Linked DNA regions of Neogale vison: region 1 is linked to region 2. A link is a contact called in public Hi-C data. All regions are on one chromosome and are shown on one strand. Each heading gives the region's core, a stretch centred on a gene start, on an enhancer-like site or on the middle of the called end of the contact. The rest is flanking DNA. Distances are from core to core; before and after follow the strand shown. Region 1 holds the start of MED13L (mediator of RNA polymerase II transcription subunit 13-like). Region 2 has its middle 110 kb from the start of SPRING1.

Region 1 (6,409 bases), core at 2,030-4,529, 250 kb before region 2:
TAACTGAGTGAGTATCTAATGAGAGTCTCCCAGAAATGTGATGGATAGCATGAGAAAACAGTTTTGTGTCACAAAGGTAACAGCAAGGCACGCATTTAATGCAGGAGCTAGGGATCTCACAACAGGCAGAATAAGAAACACATACAATCATCCATATCATACACACCCAAGACACTTTTTCCGTTAGGAAATGGGGGTAGGGGGTGACAGAGAATTTGGGAAATTTGATACATGCAGTAGAAAATCAGAAAGCAAAACAAGAACAAAAATCTTAAAGCAGTTGATTGCACAATCTACTTTTGCTAAGCCACAATGAACACTTGAAGGTAATAGAAAGTGGGCGGATCATTACTGTGGTACAGAACTTTAATCTCTAGTTTATATTTCAATCCACATTAATATGAGTATCTAGGTAAATTCTCTATAAACAGTACTTTTCTCTGCTCAAAAAAACTGCAGGCCAAAAAGAAAAATACATGCTATTATTAACCACATAAGAGTTCTTGTAACACATGCTTTATTTTAAACAAGAGATGATTTTATCTCCTTTGGAATTAACTATTCCATACAACGTACTTTAGACAACATATTTTTAATATTCTAAGTTCCTGCGGTATCAGATTTTCAAGGAAAACTGCATTTGAATGAGGAAAACTTTGTATTATCAGCCGCTTTTTAACTGATTCTCAATTAAAAAAAAAAAAAGCACCTTTTCCACCCTCCACATACAAGAGAATGTAGACATTCTACAGTCCTTTAAAAAAAAAAAAAGGGCAACCCAGGAATTTCTTGAGTTCTGCGTTTCAAAGTTGCCATCTAATGAGTAATCCTACACACACACACACACACACACACACTTAATTCCTGGTTTGAAAAGGTTGAGAGAAATACCCAAAGTAGAAACCTCTAGTTGGTCATAAAACACAAAATCCTCTCCTATGAAATTGCTTGTTCTCCAAAAGAATCTCAGGCATCTTATCTCTTTAACATTATCATCCTTACCTGAGCTTAAAAAAAAAAAAAAAAGATTTAAAAAAGTGTATATCTTAAAGCCTGGCTACACACATAAATATAGTTTCATTGGTCTACAAAATCTACTGTATATAGATTAGCCACATATACACAAGCCATTACCAGTCAGAATGATATATAGTAATTTCGGGGCTCTCTCCTCACTAATATTGGTCTACTTGGTTATTTTAATTACCTGTTAAAGTGTCAATGTGGTCACCAGCCACCAAACAAAAACCATTTTAAATACCCCTTAATCAATATGTTTGCTAATCTATTAAAGTCTCTGAATCTGACTGACAGTAAATGATATTGTAGGGGAGAGAAAAGAGGAGGTAAAATGAATTCTATTCCCATATGTCAAAAGACCAAGGGAAATTTATCACAGTACGAAAAGGAAGAACTGAAACGTTTAACTGAATTTTAAGATTAAATAAAAATTATTTGAAGATTTTAATTTTAAGATTAAATAAAAATGTTGGAAGAAAAAAATTAACCTGATCTATACACTCCAGTGAAAGCACAGATATTATGTCCCTCTGTCTTTGTGGGTAAAAAATCACGTGTTTTGATGCTTTCATCTGCATAAGGAAATATTTAATAAAATAGCACTTCCATTCGAAAAGTTGGCAAGAATGTGTATTTCTCCACCAGTCTCAAGGAAAAAAAAGGCATCTATGCCGACCCCGACCCATAATTAAATGTAACTAATTACAATTTGAACACTAAATTATTTATTCAGTGTAATTGTAAACAAGGATTAAAAGGAAATAATGCTTCAATCTACTGCAGAGATTACAGAAAACTATTTCCAAAATGCATGTGCTCCAAAGACAACCCCCCCAAAAAAGGGTACATAACTTAAAATAAGTTGGGTTTTTTTTCTAAAGGCTAAATTAAACAAACCGTTCAGCCAATTTTCCAATTATATTCTACGCTTGGAACATAATTGCCTTACATCTGTTTACAAATCTTTGCTCAATATTTAAACAAATTCGTAGTCTCCCGGGCACATAGCTATACATACAGTAACTCATGCACAAAGCACATATTTAAAGACCACGCACTGCAATTATTAGCCTAAACGCCAGGTTTAACAAGGTGAATGTTTTCAGAGCTAGGTAATACGACCCAATAAAAAGCAAAGATGGCATTTACCACCAAATGTCACAGCACCGCCAGGAAAGAGTTGCCGGAGCCCTATACATTTTTAATTTCGATGAATCTAGACGTCGTCGTCGGGTGCCAGGCTTCCAGGAGAACAATTGACACCCCAACTGCTTCAAGATTAAGGCAGGCGATTCAAATCCGAAGGAAAAGTTGTCAATTATCAGAGAGAGAGCGCGAGAAAGGCGAAGGCAGATAAAAGCGATGTTATCAAACCGCCCAGCTTGTTGCTTTTGTGTGTGTGTGTGGATTCGTTGTTAGGATAGAGAAAACAGTTTTTAAAAGACACAGGAGGAGAGAAAGAAGAAAAAGCCTTCTCCACCTTCCGTCGGCTCCGTGCAATGGCTTTACGGCTCTCCAGCGTAGTAAGCCCCGAGAGGCAGGCGGCTGTCGATGTTTACAATCGCGGGAGCTTCGGATGCAAGAGTCCTTTACTGACACAATCGCATTCAATCAACTGTTTTCGGGCGAAATTGTAGGTGTCATTATGGAATTTAAAAAAAAAAAAATTCAAAAGGCGGGCGGGCAGCCTATCCGACAAGGGGGGAAAAGGCTGCTTATCGCGGGCGCGGGCAGCACAAGGGAAAGCCTTCCACATTTAGGAAAAAAAAGGGGGGGGGGAAGGGGAGGGGAAGGGGGGTGTGATTGCAACAGAGGGTGGGCGTTCGAAGTGCGACCCAGAATCCGCAGCTTTGAGACTTCCACATGCAAATTCCACGCCGAGCGCCGCGCTCACAAATGATTTTTAAAGAGCCAAATAAACACTGGATGGGATCCAAGGCGAGGGAGAGACGATCCAAAAGGGGGAGAATCGGCGAGAGGCGAACGGCGGGGAGAGGCGAGGGAGGGGCGAAGTCCCGGCGGCGGGAGGAGAAAGTTGGTCGGCGGCGGAGGTCGGGGACCCCCCCCCCGGCTCAGCCCCCCTCCCCGCAGCCCGGCTACTCACCAGCGAGAAGAGGTTGGAGTGACAATCCTCCAGGCTCGCCCCGTTCGCCACCCAGTTCGCTGCCGCAGTCATGATCCTCCGCGAGCCCGGCCGCCAGAGCGGGGCATGTCGGAACGAGGCGTCCGAGGCGAGGCCGGGCCGGGCGGCGGCGCCTCGCCGGGGAGCGCGAGGCGGCCGGGCCGCCGCCGCCGCCGGGGGAGGGCGCGAGGGCCGGCGGGCGGGCGGGAGGCGCCGCGGCGACGCCGCGCCGGGGGCGGCGGGCCCGGGCCGGCGGGGGGGTTCGCGGCGGCCGCGCGGCTCCTTCCTGCTCGGGCGGCGGCGGCGGCGGCTTCCGCGGCTCCGGCGGCGGCGGGGGGCGCTGTCCGTGCGGCCCGGCGCCCTCCCCGCCTCTCAGGGCCGCCGCTGCCTCCCGGGCCGGCGCTGCGGGCCGGTCGCCGCCTCCGCCTTCCCTGTTCCTCAGCCGCCGCCGCCGCCGCCGCCTTGTTTATCTCCAGCCACCGACTCCCCCTCGGCCCCCGCCGGCGCGTGAGGGGAGGCGAGCCCAGAGCCGCCGCCGCCGCCTCGGAGCCGCCGCCGCCGCGGAGCGCGAACTCGCGAAGGGGGGGGTGCGGACGAAGCCAGCGGGCGACCCCGGCAGCCGAGCGACGTCCCCTCCTTCCTCTTCCTCCCCCACCCCCCCCTCCTCCCCAGTCAGCCTCGCTTCTCCTCCCTCCCCGGGCTCGCTCGCTCTGACAGCAATGGCGGCCGCCGACCGCGGCTCGGCCCGCCATTGGCTGGCGCCGCGTCACGTGACGGGCGCCGGCCGCGCGGGGGGGCGAGGGGTGGGCGGGGGAGGGGCCCGGAGCGGCAGCCTCGGCGGCGGCGGCGGCTACGGCTACGGCGGCGGCCGCGGCTCGCGGGCAGCTCGCGGGCGGCGCTGCTGAGCCGAGCGCGGCTGGAGCCTCCGGCCAGGAGAGGGAGGAAGAGCGAGAGTGAGAGAAAGAAGTACGGGCGGCACGGCTCCCCGGCGGGCGGCGGCCGGCCGACCCCAGGCTGCCGCGGGCTGCCCCCGCTTGGGCGCCGTGCCCCGCCCCCTTGGGGGTACAGATCTCTGCGGGGCGCGACCGCGGGCCCCGGGAACGCCCGCGGCGACCGCGGCAGAGGGCTCGGGCACCCCCACGGCGTGTGCCCCTGGCGGCGCAGGCCGGCTGGCGTGGCTGAGCTCTGCTGTGGACACGGCTGCCGGTCCCAGTGCTCCCGGGAGTGCTTCGGCTGGATCGCACTCCGTCGTCCGCGTTTTGCAGATAAGAAAACTGAAGCACAAAGAGATTAAGTCACTTGCCCGAGGTCGCCTCGGTGGGTAGAAGAGGCAGCGGAATTCGAACCCCTGCACAGTGAAGCCATGCTTTTGCACTGGGTTTTATAAGCCTCGCCCAGGCATATCCACGACTGCCACTTACCGCTTTCTGTGTACCAGGCGCTGTACAACGAATCCAGAAATGCCTTCTGAGCCCTTACTCCTAGGCACTGTATTTATTCATTCAGTGCGTAAATGTTCCTGACCTCTTGCCATGTGCCGGAATGTAATTGCCAGGCCCTGTACTAGGGCTGTGTTGGGAGCAGACCATCCCTCATTCATTCAATCATGAACACTTTCTGAGAGCAAATGGTCTGGGAGTGCCAGTCTGAAGAGGAGGCCCTCTCCAAACCCTCAAGGCGTTTGCTCCCTGCAAAGGTGGGGAGGAGAACAACTTCTTCACTAACAAGCCCCCAAACATGGAAGAGAAAGCTCTTTCACATGGATTGGACTAAAGGGAAGGAAGAGTAGAAAACAGCGCAAAGATGGCGTGTAATACAAGAGAGAAGTCTTAGACCTGTGACTTGAGCTTTGGACCTACCACAAAGAACGCTAAAGCAAAAACATGAGCAGCATGTTATAACATGCATTATTATCCTGGCCAGCACTACGTTATAACCTACTGACACTATGTTATAATGGATGTACATACATTGTTTCATATAATCCCCAGAACAACCACATAAAGAAGATACTATTATTATCCTTAGACTGTGATGAGTCAAGGCTCAGAAATGCAGTGACATCTCCAAGATCTCCAGTCAGTAAGCCACTCAAACCCTAGTCTAACTGTCTCCAGAGCCCAACCTGAATCCCAAAGGCTCTGTGAGCAGATGCCTGCCGTGGGCTTTGGCACCCCAGTTGTGTTACCTGGACCAACATAGTTTAATCTTCTGAACCTCATTTCCTAATCTGTCAAAAAGAGATATGAACTGCTGACCCACTGACCTCAGGCCAGTGTTGTGCATTTCTAATAAGATACTCTTGATGAAAACGCTTAGAAAAAAGAAAGAAAGAAAGCCTGCCAAAGCACTTTATCAACATGTACAGTGTGACTTTGGCCTGAGCAGTCAGACAGTGAGATGGTCCATCCCATCCAGGTGTATTTCCATCCCAAGAGGACTTCATCCTATGCGGTCAGTCACCAAATTCTCATTCTTCAACAAATGTAGGTTTAACTTTTTAAAAAGTCTTCCAGACATCCTAATAGAAAAATGAGCAAAGGACATGCACAGTTTAGAGAATAGAAAAGACATATGGCTTTTAAATATGTAAAAAGATGTTCAGACTCTGAGCATCGTTGCTATGGACTAAATGTATCACCCTAAAATTCATATGTTGAACCCCTAGTTCCCCATGGGATGATATTTGGAAGACAGAGATTTTGACAGGTAATTAGGTCATGGGGATGAAGCCCCTATGATGGGGTTAGTGCCCTCATAAAGAGACATAAGAGAGATTGCTCCCTCTCTCTTTCTGTATCTCTCTCTGCCATGTGAAGACATAATGAGGAAGAGGGTTCTTACCAGGAACCAAATCTGCCGGCCCCTTGATCTTGGACTTCCCAGCCTCCAGAGCTGTGAGGAATTCTGTTGCATAAGCTACCCAATGTATGGTAATTTGCTATAGCAGCCCAAGCGGACTACATCACTCTTCAAAAGAAAAACAGAAATTAAAAACAGTATTGGCAATATTTTACAAGCTTAGGCAAATATGGAGTGAAGCAGAACTCTTAACTTACTGCTACTGGGAGTATAAGTTAGTACCACAGCTTTGGTGTCCATTTGGAGAATATCAAAATTTATAAGGTACATACACTTTCACTCAGAAATTCTGGGAGTTCCTCTGACAGAGATGCTTGTGCAGATATCTAAAGACCTGCAGTGCAAGGAGGTGAACTATAGTACTGTTGGCAGGGCAGAAACTGGAAGCAATCTACGTGTCCATCA
Region 2 (5,834 bases), core at 1,333-3,832:
TACCTCCATTCTATAGAAAAGGAGGCCAGCACAGTGACCTGCTGTAGTCACTGAGCCCGTCTCAAGGGTACCTAGATTTGTCTTAATCGGGTATGGAAAGACATTTGGATGGGGAAGTGACAGTCACACAGGAAGAAGTTTATTATCCCCATGGGCCTCTAGAAACAGGGGCAATGCCCACCTTGCAGGGTTGCACAAGGAAGCACTAGGGTCAGTCAGAAGGCACAGGCAGCAGGGGAGGAACATGAGTAAGAAACTTTATTGTGGTTTTTACAGGAAGGGGCGAGGGAGGGTAAGCAGGCTTAGGATGGGATCATTTGAATAATTTCAGTGAGATCTTGGGCATAGGGGCTGCCCCTCCTTGTGTGCCCTGGGGTGGTTGGGACAGGTGGTGAGTGGCCTGGGGTGTGAGAGCCCCACAAAGGCGATGGAGATCTCAGCTTTGGATTGGCTGGTCTGGATTTGAAAGCCACACTTCCCGGCAAGGTGTTCACTATCTCTAGGACATGCTAACTCTGGCCAGGGCAGTCCCTACAGAGTGGCCGGGTCTCAAGATATCAAGGTATCAGAATACAGAAAATAAAGGCACAGTTAATATGCAGACTCAGCATGGAGGCTCATGCTGCCCGCCTCCTCACCCCGCTGTCCACAGTCCCCACAGGGACCAAGACCCTGGCTAGGAGGGACTCCCCACCTGGAAGGAGAACACAACAGTTTGGCTTCAGCTACACACGTGGAAAGAGCTTCTTTGCTCTGTGTCACTGAAGACACTGTCTTGCCACAGGCTCATCAATCCTGCCAAGCCTGTGGACAGGAGGGTAAAATGAGGGACAGAAAGGCGCTTCATTTGTGAGACTCATGAGAAGGAAAAAGAGCGTGGGCTGGAATAACCAATTGTTTTTATTTTCTTATAAACTCTGCCCCATTTCCATTCAGAGCTTGTCGAGGGCAGGGGACAGGGGTGGCGTCCTTGATTAAAACAACAAAAATACTGTTTTCAAAAATGTAGCTGGCTGGTGCCCATGTTGTTTTAATTTGCTGGGACCAGATTGTCCAGCCCTCGTGGAGTTGATCCCAGACAGGCTCGTTTGACTTATTCAGAGAAAAACTCTGGTTGCAGCCACATACTGTACCCCTCACCCTGGCCAAATATGTTGCAATCCTCGTTAAAGGTCCCAACAGCTGTTGTCCAGGAATCCTGAGCCCACCTTCTGGATCCATCTCCAGATGGTACTCACATGCCCTCCACATGCCACTGGCCGCAGGAGGAGACTACAGAGATGGTCTAGGCTTAGCCTCAGACTAAAATAAGACAAGGTACAAGCATACTGTAGGTTCTCCATAACTGTCTGCTGAATGAATGAGTGAATAATTGAATAAATGCATGGGTGGATGGACAGATGGACAGATGGACAGATGGGGGGATGGATGGATAGGTGGACAGATGGATGGATGGATGGATGGACGGACGAATGGACAGATGGATGGATGGATGGATGGACAGATGGATGAATGGACAGATGGATGGATGGATGGATAGACGGATGGATGGACAGATGGACAGATGGATGGATGGATGGGTGGGTAGATGGATGGATGGATGGTGGATGGATGGACAGATGGATGGATGGATAGATGGATGGGGGATGGATGGACAGATGGATGGATACTTTTTTGTAGCCATTTATTCATCAATGTTTGGGGCTTTGTACTTGGTTCAAGTTCTATGGGCTGATAAAAAGGGTTTTGTCTCTTCCAATGACGTTTCCATCCCCATATTAACTAGAACAGTTCTCTTCTCTTTAAAGGAGACACCTCCTTCCTCAGAAAACTTTAAAAATGCAACCACCATACAATGTAGCAATCCCACTTCTGGGTATATATCCAAAGGAAATGAAATCACGATGTCGAAGCAGTACCTGCACCTCCATGATCACTGAAACAGTATTCACAATAGCCAAGACCTGGAAACAACTTAAGTGTCCACTGACAGATGAATGGACAAAGAAGATGTGGTATATACACACAATGGAATGTTATTCAACCATAAAAAAAAGAAGGAAATCCTGCCATTTGCAATAACATGAACCTGGAGACCATTATGCTAAAGTGACATAAGCCAGACACAGAAACACAAATACTGCAGAGTATCACTTATATGTGGAATTTTAAAAAGTCGGTCTCGCAGAAGCAGAAGGGAGGACGGTGGTTGCCAGCAGCGGGGAGGACCGGAGAAATGGGGATGTGTTGGTCAAAGAACACAAACTCCCAGCAAGAAGCTGAGCAAGTTCTGGGCATCTAACAGACAGCACGGTGACCGCAGCTAACAATATTATGTTGTATACTTGATACTAAGAGCGTAGAACTTCAGTCTTCTCACCACACATGCAGAAAATCGTAACTATGGAAAATAAAAATAACAGGTCCGCCTCTGTCTCGTTCATTTTAAAATTCTTTTCTCTCACTTCTGACTCAAAACAAGCCCGGTAGCACAGCGAGTACAGGGAGATTGCAAATATAGTCTCTTCTTTGAAAAAGACCACGATCTCGCTCCTCCTCCCACCCAGCGGAAACTGGAGCACAGCTCAAGGAGACCTGCTGTCACAGGATCCTGCTTACGGGCACAAAAGCCGGGAAATTTCAGAGCCAATCTGGGCCAGGGGAGGCGGGAGCTCGTGAGTGGGGCTGAAATGATTCTTCCAGACTGTGGAGAGGAGAACGGTCTGCCTGCCGGCCAGCCTGCCCAGCAGCAAACAGGAAATCCCAGAATTTATAGATGACCCCGTTACAAGGCAAATGTTTTGGAACAAATTGTTCTTCTTTTAAATCCTTGTTTTCCACTAGTTTTTCTTTCTGGGTCCCCCCCCCACCTCCTTTCCACCTTCCCGCTGCCCTTGCTAAACCGGGGCCACAGCGCCACCTGCTGCCCATCGTGGGCAGCGGGGCTCCGCTGGGACCAGTCCTGGGTCCTCTCCCCACGTTCCTGAACTTACAATGGGTGGGAGAGTGGCTTTCTGGCTCCTGCCCCAAGAGTCTGTGCTTAAGATCACGTATCAAGCCGTAAGAGAACCGCTCCTGCGGTTTTCGTGTGGCCTGAAGACTCCCGGCAAACTCTCTCCCCATCGCCGTGCCCTGGGACAGCCATGGCTGCCTGGTGGATAAAGCAAGTCGTGCGACATCACCACCCGAGGCTGGGTCTCCACTCCCCAAAAACCAGCTGTGAAGCTCTAGCTGTGCCAGCCCCACAAGCCTCAGTTTCTTCTGGCCCAACTACAGCTCCTTCGCCAGGTGGTATGGAAAACAAATGAAGCACCCGGCCCACGGAAGATGCTTCGGCAACATTGTCTTCCTTTCTCTCCTCATTGCAATGTCGCTCATTGGGCAGGGGCAGCGTGGCGAATCTTGGAGGCAAAGGGCGGACCTTGGAAAAATGGCCCGCGTCTCTCCTTCCGAAAGTGAGAGCCCCACCAAGGCCACACCCGCACCCAGGAAAAAGCACCCAGGAAAAAACCTCAGCAAAGCCCCTGCTGATGAGCTAAGCGACCTTGAGAGGGCTGCTTCTCCCTCCTCTATCTCTGTTACTCACCTGTCCCTGGAGACAGTAATAGTAACCATGCCCCAGTGGGTTACCAGGAGCACTAAAATGAGGGTACATACAGCATTTAGTAGAGGGATTGCAGCGAGTCCAGTCCCCCACGGTCTAGCCATAATACAATCATTATTATGAGAGGAACACTCTGCCTGACACATAATAAGCTTTTAATAAATACCTGAGGAATCAATGAAAGAGACCACCAGAGAACATAGGTCAGGACACTTCGATTAGTTACTGTCTAGTCCCCGATGTGCCGTGAGACATCGCGGCTGCCTTCTCTTTGTCCAGAAAACTTTCTTTTTGTGTCTGGGGCCCTCTGCCTCAGACCTCAGTTTTTCCTCCTGTCAGATGGGCATGATTCCTGTCTTACCTATTGATCAGAGAGCAGGGGATCTGCCAAGTAATGTACGTCCAACAGGAAGGAAGGAGTCTTTATTTTCATGTGGGGTGGTTTCCTGTATCCAGTGGCTTTGCCATTTTCCTCCAAAGGCTCTCGGGGCTCTCTGGGACAAGTGGGCTCCCTCCTGACACAAAGCGGTGGCCTTACGCCAAGCCCCAATTCACGAGGGGACTCAGGTGAGCTTTACGATAAAAAGGCTGGGCTCACGAGCTCTTCTGCTACTGACACAAGTTGAACACCCTCCAAGAAATGGGTCTCCTTATAGGAAAGCTCCTTCTCTAGCCCAGGGAGAGAGAATAACACTCAGTAGGTCTCCAGGAAGGCAACGAGCTAATGGGACACCTGGCAGGACAGTGGAGGATCAGGTGACATCAGGAAGCCAGGTTCAAGCAAGCAAGCTTGAACACCATAAGGAGACCTTTATTCGGTGGGCCCTGGAGAGCCACAAAGCACTTATAAGCAAGGAAGGAACATGTCCAGAAAGAGAATTCGGGCAGCCACAAGAGGTATAAATGCCATGTGGGTGGCTACACAGTTCCCCCCCACGCCACGTGGCCTAGAGTTAAGGGACCAACCGCCCTGGTGTGCCCGAGACACAGGGAGTCCCTGGAACATACGATCTTCATTTTAATGCTAAGAAAGTCCCCAGATGAGGGGGTCACCCTAATTCAGAGCGCACAGCACCTCCTGGGGCCGTGCAGGACAGTGATTTTGACTCCTGCGCTCTACGTTATATTTTCCCGAAGCTCCTCACCCACTCTCAAAAATAACCTCTCTCCTGCTCCATGACCTCTCTGTTCTATTCCGCTGAGCAAGGATGAGTCTGGCAAGTTAACACTCAACATGGATCGCGCGCTTATCCCTTCGCAGCCCTATCCGTGCATTGAGATAAAGCCTCCTGGAGACAGTATTTTAATCCAATGCAGTGGCTGATAGTAAAAATTTTTAGCCCGAGAGAAATGGGGGCTATTTTAGGGGGTAAGCGGGGAGTTGCCACGTCACCCACATCACATGCTGTCAGCAACGATCTGTTTTGCCTTGCACAGAGCCGGTTCTGTCTTCCTGGCTCTCAGCTCACCAGCCTGCCCTGCCAAGCAAGCCTGCAGGAGCCTGGGCTGCTCAAATATTCTGTAAATAATGCTGACTACAGAAGTTTATAGAGAGACTCACAGAATCATGGCAATAGAATCACAGGATGTCAGAGCAGAAACAGATGCTCGACATCACAGTGTCCAGGGTCAGAAAATACACTGCACTCCCGCTGCCACTTCCCCCTGCCATGCCCACGGCAGACATCACTAATCAATCATGACACTGTCTAGCTGGGCTTGTTTGTAGCCTGAGAATCCTTCGAGGCATGCCAGGAAGCAACTACCAATTATCTTGGATCTACTAATAATAGTAAGGTTTATTGAATACACTTAACTGTACTCCTTTCTCTGCACCCTTTTCCATTATTACCATTTTAATCACCGACTGTTTGCCTGGCCCTTTATATTCATGAGGGTTTCTCGACCTCGGCACCACTGACATTTGGGCCAGACAGTTCTTGACGGTGGAGAGCTGTCCTGGGTATGGGAGGGTGTCGAGCAGCATCCCTGACCTTGACGCTAGCAGCAAGCAGCAAACCACCCCCTCCCCCGCCCCACCCCCTGCCACCCACCCCTTGTGACAACTGAGCTATCTCCATAGTGTGTAGGGGTGGGGGCAGGAGCATTTGTTTACATATTCTCTCTCATCTTCATCACACTCCACAAAAGCACTCTCTGAATTTTTCTTTCACGAGGGAGGAGGCTGTGGCTAAGAGAGATCCCAGGACAAGTTGGTAACAGAAGCAGG

The links. Hi-C and Micro-C count contacts between places; a contact is called where the count stands out from the background.
Region 1: a contact with region 2 is called in a Hi-C map of fibroblasts, with 5 times the contacts expected there. The contact joins the promoter of MED13L here to the enhancer-like site in region 2. A contact is called at or near these places in 2 of 3 Hi-C or Micro-C datasets (fibroblasts and muscle).

The regions. Positions count from the first base shown.
Region 1 is chr3:229,346,562-229,352,970 of ASM_NN_V1, reverse strand. It overlaps MED13L (mediator of RNA polymerase II transcription subunit 13-like), which reads right to left and starts at 3,279. Exons shown (of 31, transcript XM_044244204.1): 1 at 3,125-3,279. The coding sequence starts at 3,196.
Region 2 is chr3:229,098,484-229,104,317 of ASM_NN_V1, reverse strand. No RefSeq gene overlaps it. Among named protein-coding and RNA genes, the nearest start is that of SPRING1, 110 kb to the right of the region's middle. Within about 2 kb of position 2,582, the one cell type or tissue checked has open chromatin away from gene starts, as enhancers often do. A contact at or near this core is called in fibroblasts, where this site is marked.